2 separate regions of the Mus musculus genome follow, and region 1 is linked to region 2. A link is a contact called in public promoter capture Hi-C data. All regions are on one chromosome and are shown on one strand. Each heading gives the region's core, a stretch centred on a gene start, on an enhancer-like site or on the middle of the called end of the contact. The rest is flanking DNA. Distances are from core to core; before and after follow the strand shown. Region 1 holds the start of Tspan14 (tetraspanin 14). Region 2 overlaps Nrg3 (neuregulin 3).

Region 1 (7,331 bases), core at 1,701-4,200, 2.0 Mb after region 2:
GGACCAATTCACAACAATGTTCTTGGAGGCACAGGACCCAGAGCTTGAGAAGAAGCAACAGGCAAGTGATGGGCATTCATGCTGTTCAGACTCTTTTTTTTTTTTAAATTCCTACCCCTACCCCGCAGTTGAGTGTGACTGCAGCCATGTGACTTGGTGCAACCAATGAAATGCAACGTAGAGGTAGATAGATGCATTAAAAGCAAGACTCATCAGGATATTTCTACTGGGCTAGAAATATGAATTGGCCCTACAATAATGGTAACACAAAGCAGATTGTGATGTCTATGTGGAGACAGCAAAAACAATCAAAACAAAAGAACAATAACAAAAAAGACTCATTGCTTTAAGCCTCTAAAATCTGAAGTTTGATCTTAACCGCATCAAACCCTGATCTCTACAGAAAGCTCTCTAGTCCCATCCCCATCACCACCCCCACCCATGCCATCCTCTGGCCTTGTGGGGCAGAGACCAGAGCATCAGTCAAATTAGCAGGGACTCAGGGTTGGCATGTAGCTATCACGCTAGATGGGTAAGACGCTTTGGAAACAGGGCCATAAGGAAACCTGTACTGAAGAACTCAGTAGTTCTGCCAGGCTTGCTTAAGCACTATGCTTAAGCACCTCCAAGAAGAAGGTACTGTCTAAATGAGAGACTTCCAGGAAACCACTCGGACCTTTCTGGGCCATAGTTTTCTCATTTGTAAAATCAGGTAGCTAATGTCTACCACATTTGGGTTGTTTCAGTTGTTTCAAGGATTAAACAATTAAAAGTAAGGCTGGGATAGTAGCTTGATATGTTTCCATAAATACTAAGAAGCCTTGAAAAACCCACCATTATGCCATGTAATTTATGAACAAACAAACATGTACATGTATGTTTGCTCATAAATTCACTGGGTTTTAAGCCAGCAAGGGGCTTTCAAGACTGGCATACTGGCATTTCTAGGCACTGTAAAAATTAACTGTGTTTAACTCTTTAGTTAAAGTTAAACAAGGTCTAACCCCTAGGCACATGGTGGCCTAGGATAAGGCCCTCAGAAGTGGTTTGAGAAGCCAAGGTTTCCCTGCACCCTGGCCTCTTTGTAACTTCACCTCATTTCTATAACCTGCAGGGCAAGCTCCTCCCCCACCCACACAAGGCATGAGTTTCATCTTCCATTGCAAACATGTGACAAGAAGCCCTCACCTGTCCTGAGAAATGAGCTGGCACAGCTGTCCTAAGAGACATCTTAGGAGAATCTGCCCATGGCAGCCAACCCTTCCCTCTCAGCAGCTTTTTTTGGGGACAGCCACAAACCTCTGGAGGAGCAGTGGCTAAGAATGTTTGACTAAATGAAGCAACTAAGCCTAGATCAAGTGCATATCAATAACTACCACTGAGCACCTACTGTAGGCCCAGCACACAAGGCTTGCAGATGTGAGCCCAGAAAGTATGGGCTGTAGCCCAGAGCACCCCAGTCTCTGAAACACATTAGGTGATCCAAGAAGGAGACCCAGAAATGCAGAAAGGGATGCTATCAAGCCAGTCATCAACTAAAGGTGTATAACAAACACACAGTAAGGGTAAAATACATCTAGTGACATAGGTTTCCACCTCAAGAGACTGAGAAGAATCATGAATTCAAGGCAACCCTGGGTTACACAAGACCCTGACACCAAAAAAAAAAAAAAAAAAAAAAAAAAAAAAAGACTTGGGGACAGCTAAGGGAGGAGCCAGAGAGCAGAAGTCTGGGCTTCATTCTAAGGGTTTTAGGGCCCAGGAGGAGTTTTGAGAGAAAGGGTGTCTCCAGCAACCTCTGAGCTGTTAGAATGTGGGGCCCCAGATTTCCTTTCATAAATAAGGAAGCACTCAGCAGGCACCAACTTCTACTCAGAAGCCAAGGGGCTGTGTGGAAACTGTCCCTTGACAGCCACAACTGTGTAGGATTTGGCAGGCAACTGACCTAAATCCACCAGTCCGTTGGGGTGACCACCTAGAGAGCTGAGATCACACCTGCTACAGGCTCCAGCCCAGCGTCCTGCACACGCTGCCCAACACATCTCGATGTCCCAGAACACCAGTGTCCTGATACAGTCACCGTGGCTCTGCAACCAGCTCCGGGCAGGCACTGGCTGAAGACACTGAGTTCTGAGGATTCTGACTGCCTCTCACTGGAGACCAAGTTTCAGTCCTCCAGACAGGAGTTTCAGTGGTTCAGGGGCCGAAGTCCCCAAATGTGCACTCTGCCCACCCTCTGCACTGCACGCCCGGGAGGGAAGGGAATACAGGAGCTCCAACCTAGGCTGAGCCAGAATCACAACTTGGCCAAACCTCGGGCTAGGTCAGGGGTCGGGCTCTGCTCCCAAACACAGCCTTTAGCGACTAGCACCGAGAAGCCAGGATCGCCACCTCCTTAAACTCTTGCCGGACAGCGTGGGACCCCGCGACAGCGTGCACATTCAGGGTGGGTGGGGGCTGGGCGACCGTCCCCTCATCCGGGACCGGAGCTGAATAAAGAGCCTTCCGCTGGGTTCGCAGGTGAGGACCGACAGAGCCCAGGCAGCAGCCGGGAGCAGACACACCTTCCGGGTAGCCCGCCGCGCCTCCCACTCGATACAGCGCCCCAGTTCGGCTCAGCGGGGTCCCGGCCGCGGCCTCCAGAGCTCGCGGGCGGTCTCAGCAGACAAAGCCCGCGCCACCCGCGGGGCCGCCCCCGCCAGCCAAGGGAGTCCAGGGGCCGAGCAGGAACGCGGGGAGCAGCCGCTGTCCCGAGAGGACGCTCACGAGGGCCGGCCCGAGACAATAAAGACAGGCCCGACGCTTCAGCGAGGCCACGCGTTCTACTTACCCGGGCGCGGCAGCAGCGGCGGCAGCACGGCCCGGTTGGCCGAGGAAGTTAGAGCAAGTTCAGCAGCTCCGAGCGGGAGGGCGCGACTCGGGCCGTCCGAGCGGCGGGGGCGGGGCGCGGAGGGGCGGGGCCGCGGCGAAAAAAGAGGCGCCGCTTCCTCGCACCGCTCAGCCGCCCAGTGCGTCTGGCGCACCCAAGCCCCGCCCCCGCTCTTTGCTCCTCCCCATGCAGGAACCGCCCCATCTTTCGCTCCTCCCCCCCACCCAGGCCTGGCTCTCACCGCTCGCTCCGCCCCACTGTGCTATCAGCCCACATCCCACCGCTGATTGCCCCTCCCACATTGATCACCACGCCTTCTCTACGCCCCGCCTGTGTTCCGCCCCCGGGTCGCCGTGCTCCACCCCCTACCGTGCACCCCGCCCTACAAATGGTCATCCATAGGTAATGAGGCGGATCGCTGACCCGCCCCTTTGTCCGGCTCTGGGCGGTGCCCCAAACGGGATTTACCCGGTTCCGCCCTCTCTGTGGCTCCCGGACGCTGGCGAAGTCGATCGCTTGTGGCCGCAGAGTTGAGCGCTCGGCCAAGTTACGCCGCGCAAATGCTCCTCTGGTATTAGCTCTTAACCCGGCGGGAGCCGAGCCAGGGAGAAATGCGAGTTACAAGATGCCTGTGTCAAGGGATGCTCGAGGTGGCTGAGAGGTGGAAGAAGATTGGTGAAATGGCTGGTTTTAAGATGGAAGGCATTCCTGCCCAGCCTTGGGAGCCAGTGTGTGCGGGTAGTTTTCTAGAAACGGTGGTTGAGATTTCTTTACAGCTGAGCCGTAAACACTCGCTCCTTCCAGTCTCGGTGCTAAAAATACCAAGCTTCCTTTGGATGTCCTGCTGAGATTTGCTCATCACCTTTATGCTGAGGAGATGGCTGGGCTGATTCTTGGAAGTGGAAGGTCACAGGACAGGCAGATAGATTTACAGTGCTGTCCACACTGCTGTGATAAAAAGGCCGATCTCGTCCCAGCCTAGATCTGCTTGTCAATAGAGCAAAGCATAACCTTGTCCTGCTTGGTAAACTCGTGTAGATTTGCGGGAGCTGAGGGACAGATCTGCTCCTCTTGGGCTATACAAAAGTGGCATAAGACTGGGGCTATGTTTTTAACACACGCAGCCAACAGGTTAAGTTCATTGTAAAGAGAAAAAGAAAATCTGGAAATAGAATGTACCTTTCTGCTGCTAGTTGTGGTTATTTAACAATGGGGATGTAGCCTGTTTCTAGAATATGCCAGATAGCTCAAGGACCTCTCTGGCAAGGAAACCTGTCCATATTGTCACCTCTAACTAACCAAAATGCATGATTGGGTGTCTGATGTGTGGGCACCAGGTCTTGAATTATCCTGGGGAGTGCAGCAGCCTGAAACCTCTCCCTCCACATAGTTACTGTTTAGTAGAAAAGACAAATCATTTCAAGATGAAATCAATGCTGAGACAAGACAAAAGCCCAGGGATAAAGTGAGCATGTGGAAGGGAAAGGTGAGAGAGAGATTGATGTTGAAACTGAAAGCAAAGGAGTGAAGAGTTAGAAGAGGGGGTGGGGGGTAGGGGTGGCAGTTGGTCCAGAAAGTACAAGTGGAGAGCAGAGGTGCCAAGGCTTTGATAAGAGCCACGCTCTGATGCGTCAAGGAGCTCAAAGAAAACTAGATGGCTATTGTCAGGCTACTGGGGATGGAGTGAAGATCAAGACCAGGACAGAACAGGCCTACACACTGTGTCAAAGGACTGAGTATCTTTTGTTGTTGTTTTTTGTTTTTGTTTTGTTGTTGTTGTTTAGTTAAGCCTTTGAAGGGTTTATGGAAAAGACCAGCATTCTAATTTGCTGCTGTGAGAAGAGTAGATGTAGTAGTTGTCAGACAAAAATTAAAAGCAGTGAGCCAATTAAACTTTTACCTTAATCCAAGCCAAGTATGGAGGAAGTTTGAAACTGAAATGGCGGGTGTATTAAGATGAATACCTGAGAGATAATGTTTTGGATCTAAGACCAAAAAGACCAGATACAGGAGGAGGAAATGTTTAAAAAAAAAAAGAGGAATAGCTTTTAAGTGTCTTTCTGTGAGTGGGCAAACAGTGCCTCATTTATTGGGTGGGCTGGCCTGGAGGAAATCCATTTTCAGGATAACCACCAACAATTTTGTTTTGGCCGTATTGACTTAGCAGTGCCTGATAGACACCCAGGGTTGTTGTCCAGTCACTAAAAGCAGAGAAGAAGGGTGTGGGCTGAAGATGCGTTTTGGGAGCTCATGGGGTCTAAGAAGGTCATCTAAAGGGAGGAAAGGAAACTGCAGAAGAGAAGGTCCCATGGGGACCCAGGGAATGAGAGGGAATAGAAGGCAAGAAAAAACCACTGAGAGACAGGCTGGGAGGCAAGAGAACAGAGGATGCTAGATGCCTATGCCCAAGATGTAAAAGGCTGTTTCCAGAAAGGACTTAGCTGTTAGCTGCTGCTCGGGGCTCAGGTAAGATGAGGACAGATAAGTGCTTTTAGCAGCACGGAGCCATTGGTAAACGTGCTAAGGGCTCTGCTCTGGGTATAGTGGGATGGAAGCTACTGCACATTAATAACCCAATAGGGAACAGAGAACCATAAGTGGTGGAGATGACTAGGCATCCCTAATAGCCATATCTCATTTTGCCTTTCCTAGCATAATTTCCAATTCTATCTGGCTACATACATGGCTTTCCAAAATAAAGGCAAATGTTTCTGCTACATATGACCATGTGACTCAGTTCCAGCCAATAGGAATGGAAGGGTCCACGTGCAGCTTCTAAACTAACTTTAAAGGGAAGCAATGTGCTTTCCTTGGTCAGCATTCCTTCCAGGAATATACTTATAAAAGCTATGGCTCCAGTAGCCATGGGTGTCTGTAGCAGAAGTCACGTGGTAACGATGTTGACAAACCAAATTAGGATAACTGGGTTCCCAGGTCTAGAGAATCACCTATCCTGAGCTATCTTTCTATTTACTGTGTAGATGAAAGGAAGAAAATTATCTTATTCACATTTATCTACTTTCCATTTTAAAATTTTACTTATTTATTTATTTATTTATTTTGAGAAAAGGTCTCTCTGGAGCCCTGGCTAGCCTGGAACTTCCATGTCGATCAGGCTGGCCTCAAACTCCACAGAGATCCACCTGGCTCTGCCCTCATAGTGCTAGGATTAATGATACTTACAGCCCACTTTTGTTTTTGTTTTTTCGAGACAGGGTGTCTCTGTATAGCCCTGGCTGTCCTGAAACTCACTCTGTAGACCAGGCTGGCCTCGAACTCAGAAATCCACCTGTCTCTGCCTCCCAAGTGCTAGGATTAAAGGCGCGTGCCACCACCGCCCGGCCAGCCCACTATTAACTTTAATTTGTGTTAGCCAGTTGGGGAAGGAGGATTTAGGCTACAGAGAAAACTATGGGAGATTTGTATAGTAATGAGAATGATCTGGGGGAGGAAGGAGTAATGATTTGATGAGCAGATGAACGAAGTTGGGTTGCAGGCACAAATCAGAGTGGTTGATCACATGACCTTCACTAGCTACAGGTCTAATGAGGTTATATCTGTCGCTGTGAAGATGAGAGTCAAAGGCTACGGAGCTGTTTCCAGTGAGGGACAGGATTATATTCACCTGATGATTATATTCACCTGATGAGTTGTGGGGAAGGTCACGACTGCAGACAAGATGGCAGAAGAGAGAAAAGCCAACACTGAGACCCAAAGATCAGGTGATATCAGAGGTCCTGGAAAGTGAACAGCCTCTCTAGGCATTTCCCTTCTGAAGCAGTTGGCCACAATGCTGAAAGACAGGAAGGGGGTGGGATGTGTACAAAGTCAGCAAGGCACACCTTCCCTCCCTCAGCAGGCCTCAGTGGTCAGAGCTGATGCTTTCTTGCTAGCCCTAGCCATCTTATGAGAGGTTTGTTTGTTTGTTTGTTTTTTGTTTTTAAGACAGGGTTTCTCTGTGAAGTCTTGGCTGTCCTGGAACTCACTCACTCTGTAGATCACACTGGCCTTGAACTCAGAGACCCACCTCCCTCTGCATCCAGTATGCTGGGATTAAAGGCATTTAATTGCCTAACTGAACCTGAGGACTTTTTGTGACAAACAAGAGGACACCACTTAAACATCTCTAGACAAATACAGGGCAAAGTGATGTTACATTTAGGTCACTGACAGCATTGCAAGAGTTTGAAATCAGAATTATTTTTGGAAATTCAAGGCAATTGATCTTGGGCTAACATAACCAAATTCAAAAGAGGCTTATAATTGGTACAGCTCTGGCCACTTGCCTAGTCTCACACGAACCAATCACTGTGAAGGAGGTGGGATAAACTATTTGAACAAGGCTTTGTCCTATGCCCAAGCTAATGTCCCATGGCCACAGGGACTATGCCATGAAAAGGAGTGATGTGAGCAGAAATCACACAATAATTCCTGGCAGAGTCTGGTCTACCAGATACCTTCA
Region 2 (6,789 bases), core at 558-3,057:
TGATTTTGTTTAAGAGAAAATGTTTAAACTGTCCTATGTTTGAAATGCTTTCTAGCAATTTTAAAAGGCAAGTCAGATCATAGCAGTGATGGGGAAAGGCCTCTTTACCATAGACTGAACACAGCTAACTACATAAGTAGTCTGTTAAAGTACTGAGGAGAAAGAAGTAAGCTGTGGCTAACTCAGCCAAGTAGGATTTCACTAGTTTATATTGAAGATTTTAATATTGTTTTTGAAAATACTTTAAATGATGGTAAATAAATGGATTTTTAAGATTTTGATTTTGTCTTTTCTCTCTTATTTTTTCATTTTTCTTTTGGCTGTTCATTCATGTAAATCTCTCTGCCCTTATTTTTTTTTCTTTTCTGTAAACATCACTCTTAGGATTTCACCCTACATGGCTATCTGTTTTCACATTACCACTTTTGCCTTCTTGTTCTCTGTCTTCATAGTTCTGCCCCAGATTATGATGCACTTCAAAGTCAAACAACATCATAATGTCTAACCAAAGTCTTACACTAATATGTTAAAGCCATTGTCCCATGTCCCTAAACCATCTCCTACGCAAAGAGAAAATAGCTACCATAGTTGACACTTCAAAATCTATGTTCCTCATATATTAATTTCATCCTCATAGATAATCTCACTACACCCCTGAAACTACCCATCACATCCAGATTTCATTCTCTGTCTCTGATAAAGGCATCTGTGGGAGGAGCCTCTGCTTAGAGGTCAGCCACCATTTGTGGGCTGGAAAAGTCCAGATGGAGAAACCACTGTCCAGCTTTTAAACATTGCTCATGTGGGCTCCCCTGAATCCCCATCTGTAGTTATTGCCCAGGTGTTCATTGGGCCCAATCCACAGGGTATGATCTCATGGTCTAAGTGACTCAGGTGGAGCACAGCATGACCAAAGGCCAAGTTTTTCCTTTCTTGGGTTATAACACAAAAGGAACAGCTAGCAGTCCTATTCAGGCTGCACAGGGCATATCCAGCATGTATATCTTACATTAGGTTTTCAGGGTGGTCTCTTAGAATGCTATGCACATCTAAATGTTTACTCTTCATCGCTCTGCAGGCTGGTGATGGAGGAGGGAAGACCACAAATACCAAGGCTGATGCTAAAATTCTTTTTTTTTTTCTCCCTAAATTCCATAGGTCTTTTTGAACAAAAAGGAAAACCAAACAAAACAACATTATAAATAATTTGAGATATCGGGCTCCAAGTTCTCATTAGGGGCTGAACGTTCAAGATTTTCTTTTCACTCTTTGTCCAAAACTTAATTCTTTCCACTTTCTAGTTCAAATGCCTGAGCAAGAGGTCATGGTCAAGTTCTGCCAGAAGTGCTGCTACTATAGTCTCTGTCACAAGGTGGCAGCATTAAGCAAAGTGGTAGCCTTAAAAAAATGAAAAATAAAGTAAAAATCAGCAAGTCAGCCAGAAATGCTATATTTATGAAAATCTCAGCCTTCTGTAGATAAGTAGGTTAGAGTTAGCCTGTCTGCTCTACAGGGTTATAGGTCTCCCTAACCCACAATATGCTGAACACAGAGAAGCCAGGGCAGACCTTATGCCCAAGAATGTGTTCTCAGGCTGTAGGTTTAAACTGGTGTGTTTCATTGTGAGCACACTCTGTTTCTTGACTCCCTCTTGCCCTTGATATCAATCAGGCCATTCTCCCTAGAGAAGCACCCTTCATTTTGAATGGAACGGCATCGCTTGGATTCTTGATCTCTATCCTCTCAGAAGAATTTAAGCTCCTTAATAAACTGCTCCAAGCTTCTTCTAATTCTGGCATCCCACAGCGTCTACAGGACGCTGCTGGCAGCATAGGCATACACACGCACACACTCACTTTCAGTCTATGTCACTGTCTCAGGTTTCTTACCCTAATTATGCAGGATCTGGGTGCATGTTTTTTTCACATAGGCAAAGCTAGAGAATTTATTAGATGAAACCACCTTTGCTACAAGCGCTCTTGCTGTGCCTCCTACACAGTGAATGGACCAGCAGCATCAGATGGTGAAAATATATAAAATATGCATGCAATGAATGTGCTGCTTCCTTATCTAGCAGCTCACTATCTTGCCAGTGCTCTGGAAAGTATTTCAGATAAAGAAAATAATAATGGATAAATTTGCATGGTGATCATATAAAAGATATAAAAGGTTTATTAAAGACAAATAGACTACAAAAGCTCACATTATTCAAATTAGCAAGTAGAAGCTGAGCCAATGTCTGCAAAACAGTTTGCAATTAAAAGCCAGGAACTTGCTTATATCCTTGAGCCAAGCAATTTCGTTTTTAGGTTCCAATTTTAAAGACACATCACATGAGAAGATTTCAGCCTATTTACGAATTTCACTGGTGCTCTCCTAGTCGAGAGAAAGTGAGCATTCAGTCCATGTGTTCAAGAGTCTGGACAGAAGTAGAAAAAAAAATGAAAGGAAAAGGAAGAGTGAGGCAACTAGAAATCTTTCAAAACGATAGCCATTGAGTACTTGCTAAACCTGGAGATAGTGATCGTACTGAAACTTAAACACTGACGATCACAGAGTCTCCTGTAGCAATCTAGAAATGTGCCCACGTTGTTCAGGAGCAGGACACAAAGTCAGACTGGACTATAAGGAAACAAAAGTGGAATGCTCAGACTAAACAGGCTGAAAAGATGCTGGTCGACAGCAGCAGCATTTCCGTGAATATTCCAGTTTCTCTGCTGGTAAGGTAGGAGTGATTGGAAAGCACTTGCACTAACATAAAATTATATGCTCATAAATAAGGAGACTTGGTCAGCCATCACACGGCCTGTGGTGGCAGTACAGAGCAGCATCCCTCACTTAGCTGCCTACTGCCATGATCTGGGCAGCTGGGACACCTAACAGAGATCTGAATGGCTTGTTGAGTTTCAGCACCAAAATCTTAATGTTGGATCTCAATGATTCCTCTCTACAATTGATACTGAAAAGTTCTGTTTGAAGGCATTGCTAGCCAAAGCCAATCCCATGTCTCCTAATACCCACATGGCATGTGATGGGATGTAAAATTGTAGTTCCACCCTAATCTATTGAGCCAAAATTTGAGCCTGTGCTTGTTCATTTATGAGTTTGATAAGCTCTTCTTCTATAGCCTAGGATGACTTCAAACTCGCAGTCTCCCTTTTCAGCCACCTGAGTACTAGGATTCCAGATATGAACTTACAGAAAAACTGTCAGGCTTGTATTTTTAACACCTCCTGGCTATGCACATGGATGTGGCAATGTGGGAAGGATGGGACCCAGAAGGGGTAGTGAGGATGGCAGATATCTCCATTGTGTAAGTGTCTCTGAGATAGTCACATAATGCTTAACTTGAACCACTGGGCAACTACGTTTACTTCCATAAACAGCTTTTTTTTTCCTGGCATACCTATATTTTTATTGGCTAGGAATACAGCCAGCTCCTAGTTGTTATCAACACAAACAAAAACACAGGCTTACTCACTTTTTTTTCAACAGTTAATCTAAAGTGACCTTTAGAAGGGACTCCCAATTCCACCACCATTACCCAATAAAGAAATTAAGGCCTATACAGACCAAATATAACAACATAAATCACACAGCTAGGGAGCAGAAAAGCCTAACTTTGAATAGATCTTCATAAATCAATATTGTCCTTTTGAAAAGCCCCATCTTCTGCAAAATTTGCTTAGTGGGTTGTTTGGTTTACATGTCAGAACTTCCCAAGTTTTAAAATGATATACTAAATATGAACATGCACATATTCCAAGCACTAGATGTGTCATCCTATATGAGACAGACAATTGGACAGTATAGCTACTGCCATTCTTTAACAAGTACTCCATCTACGGCTTTGAATGTCACCAAGAGTCCTTTCCACTAACTTGCAAAACCTGCACACACCCATGATATATGAGAGCAATGTTGTAACAGAAGCTTGCAGGAACAATGGCTTATGAAGCTACCTCAAAGTAGAAAGCCATGAGATGGATCCTTGCAGCAGACACTAATGGATATTGATTGGCAGGTATGTGAACTAACAAGTTAACTAAGGGAGATAAGGAAGCTCTTCCAGAGAACACATGGGCAATTTGCTGAAAGGACACATGAAGAGTCATTCAAGTATAATTGTTGAGGTTCAGACATATAGTAACAGAAGAAATACTCAGACTTCTAGACAGGATCATAGTTCCATTGTGTGCTGAGTAACAAGGAAGTTTTTCCCAGTTCCAATATGGGCAGTAGGCCTTCATCTAAGACAAAGTAGGCTTCACCTAGAACCTTAAAAATACAGTATATCAGGTGCTATTCCAGAACTAGTATCTCTGAATGTGCACTTGCACTGAATTCCCATACAGATACATGATCCATGTACTTGTTAAAGACTGAGCGCCATTGGTGTCATTGATAATTTCCAATCTAATTCTCAATAGTGAAACTAGCAAAATGTGATACTTGCATCAGAACAGAATCAGAACCTTCAGAGCTTGAAGAAGACCCTGGGCTTTTATATACTTAGTCATGACCTAAAGGAAACTTTAAAATACATATGTAATCAATCACAGCTCCTGTATATATGTGAGTTTTTGTCTGTGCACATTGTGTGCACATGTTTATCTGTGGTGTAACACTATCCTAGGAAATTTAAACATTCCATCCAGCAGGGAAACCTCTTTAAAACAGAAGACAAGCAACTCAAAATAGCTTCACAAAGTTTCTGAAACTGACGAGATTCATTAGAAAACTCCTTCTTAGAGTAAGCAATATAGACTGCTGATGGCTACTCTTACAAAAGCCAAGCTGCAAAGAAAGACATACAAATAAACAAACAAAGAGTCAAGCTGCAGAAAAGACCCTTAGCCAAGCCAAAATACAAAGAACACTCTGAATCCAGACAATTGCCTGGAAGAAGCCAAAACCAGTCACGCTACCTGGAAGAGGTTAGATTAACAGAGTCCCTTAAAGGCCATCCAGAGACTGTCCCACATGGGGATCCATCTTATATACAGTCACCAAACACAGACACTAGTGTGGATGCCAAGTGCTTACTGATAGGAGCCTGATATAGCTGTCTCCTGAGAGGCTGTACCAGAGCCTGACAAATACAGAGAGAGGCAGATGCTCACAGCCAACAATTGGACTGAGCACAGGGTCCCCAAGGAGGAGTTAGAGAAAAAACTGAAAGAGCTGAAGGGGTCTATAAATTCATAGGAAGAAAAATATCAACCAACCAGACCCCCCACAGCTCCCAGGGACTAAACCACCAACCAAAGAGTACATATGGTGGGACCCATGGCTCCAGCCACATATGTAGTAGAGGAAGACCTTGTCAGATACCAGTGGGAGGAGAGATCCTTGGTCCTGGGAAGGCTCAATGCCCTAGTGTAGGGGAGTGCCAGGGTGGGGAAGTGGGAGTGAGTGGGTGGCTGGGTAAGCACCCTCACAGAATCATGGGGAGGGGAAATGGAATAGGGGGTTTATGGAAGGGAAACCAGGATAACATTTGAAATGAAAATAAACTATCCAATAATAGAAAAAAAAAAGGTCATTCTCTAACCTGTTGAGCTGCATGCATGCTTTTGTGAGCTTTCACCCATACAAAGGTGGGGTTTGATGAAACAGCTGTCTTTGAGACATTTTTGCTCCTGCAAGTAATCCCTCACCTGTATTACTGTAAGTAACCTCAATAAAATTCATTGGTTCCCCAAGTTGAACTTTGATGGTATCAATATTTTTGGCTATGGTAGACTCCCTTTCTCAGGTGAGTAGACATGTGTGTTATACATCTCTCTAGGAAAGACTCATCACACAACAGCACCAATAGATGTCTTACATCTGGAAGCCAAAGAGGATATTAGATTCTCTGAGCCAAGTTGGAGGTGATTATGAGCCAAGCAGTGTAGATACTGGGAATCAAACTAGTGTCCTCTGCAAGAACATGTATTCTTAAGTCAGTGAGCCATCTCTCAAGCCCTTTTGGTGAGTTTTACAATAAATCATGCTTGAGAAAACACATAATCAGAGTGTTAGAGTCAAGCAGTCCCAATGTTGGCAGTCTTGCGACCTGATGACCAAGACCAGTGATGTGGCACTTTCCTGTGGCCTATGAAACACATTTCTCTGTATGTTTAATAGAAACATTGAGTCACACAGGTAATATTACATTGTTGTAAGAGCCTAAACATGTGTTTAATGCTGAATAGGAATAAAACAGAAGATAATTGTTTGTGTTTTTTTTAATCACCTTTTTGATACAATTTTTTGCTCTCTAAATATTGAAGATGGGTAAAGGAACTCTGGCAAGGGTAGATGTGGCAAGCAGGGCTCTGGTAGGCCTTGCCCTTCTCATCAGTTCCCTCTGCTTTGATTAAAAATGATTAGATTACACTGCTAAAGCTAAACACCAAGGTATATATATTATTTTACCACTTCCTCCTCCTTAGGCTAACTACCAAGGTCTAGCTATCAATATATTAAAGTGCAGCAATCAAGGTGTCTTTTGGTTCACCTAATTAAACCCCTTATCCAAACATGGGGTTTTACCCATTTACTTATATAAACCATCATTTTCCTATGGGCCACATCTGTTTCTTCTCTATCCAGAGGAAGTCCTTTGTCCCATTCTGAAAAAATTACCTCTGTCACTCCCTTGTTTCACTTCCTTTTTTCCTCATCCTTTATCTCCTGTCTTTGTGTTCCCATACCTCTGTCCCTCTGGAGCAAGTAAATATGCTTTGTGCTGAGAACTTGATCTTAGAGGGTACTGATCTGATCCAATACTTTTTCTTTCAA

Evidence for each region. Promoter capture Hi-C pulls out the DNA fragments that hold promoters and counts their contacts.
Region 1: a promoter capture Hi-C map of hippocampal neurons shows a contact between it and region 2, with 18 times the contacts expected there. The contact joins the promoter of Tspan14 here to the enhancer-like site in region 2. A contact is called at or near these places in 5 of 39 promoter capture datasets (cranial neural crest, frontonasal cranial neural crest, hippocampal neurons and 2 more), 2 of 484 Hi-C or Micro-C datasets (cerebellum and cerebral cortex), 4 of 115 datasets of contacts at active chromatin or transcription factors (astrocytes, differentiating embryonic stem cells, embryonic forebrain and 1 more) and 2 of 9 other capture datasets (embryonic tail and embryonic trunk).

The regions. Positions count from the first base shown.
Region 1 is chr14:40,963,946-40,971,276 of GRCm38.p6, forward strand. It overlaps Tspan14 (tetraspanin 14), which reads right to left and starts at 2,951. Exons shown (of 9, transcript NM_145928.2): 1 at 2,831-2,951.
Region 2 is chr14:38,990,669-38,997,457 of GRCm38.p6, forward strand. The region is part of intron 2 of Nrg3 (neuregulin 3); the gene reads right to left. Among named protein-coding and RNA genes, the nearest start is that of Nrg3os, 96 kb to the left of the region's middle. Within about 2 kb of position 1,808, at least 10 of the 459 cell types and tissues checked have an H3K27ac peak or open chromatin away from gene starts, as enhancers often do. A contact at or near this core is called in hippocampal neurons, where this site is marked.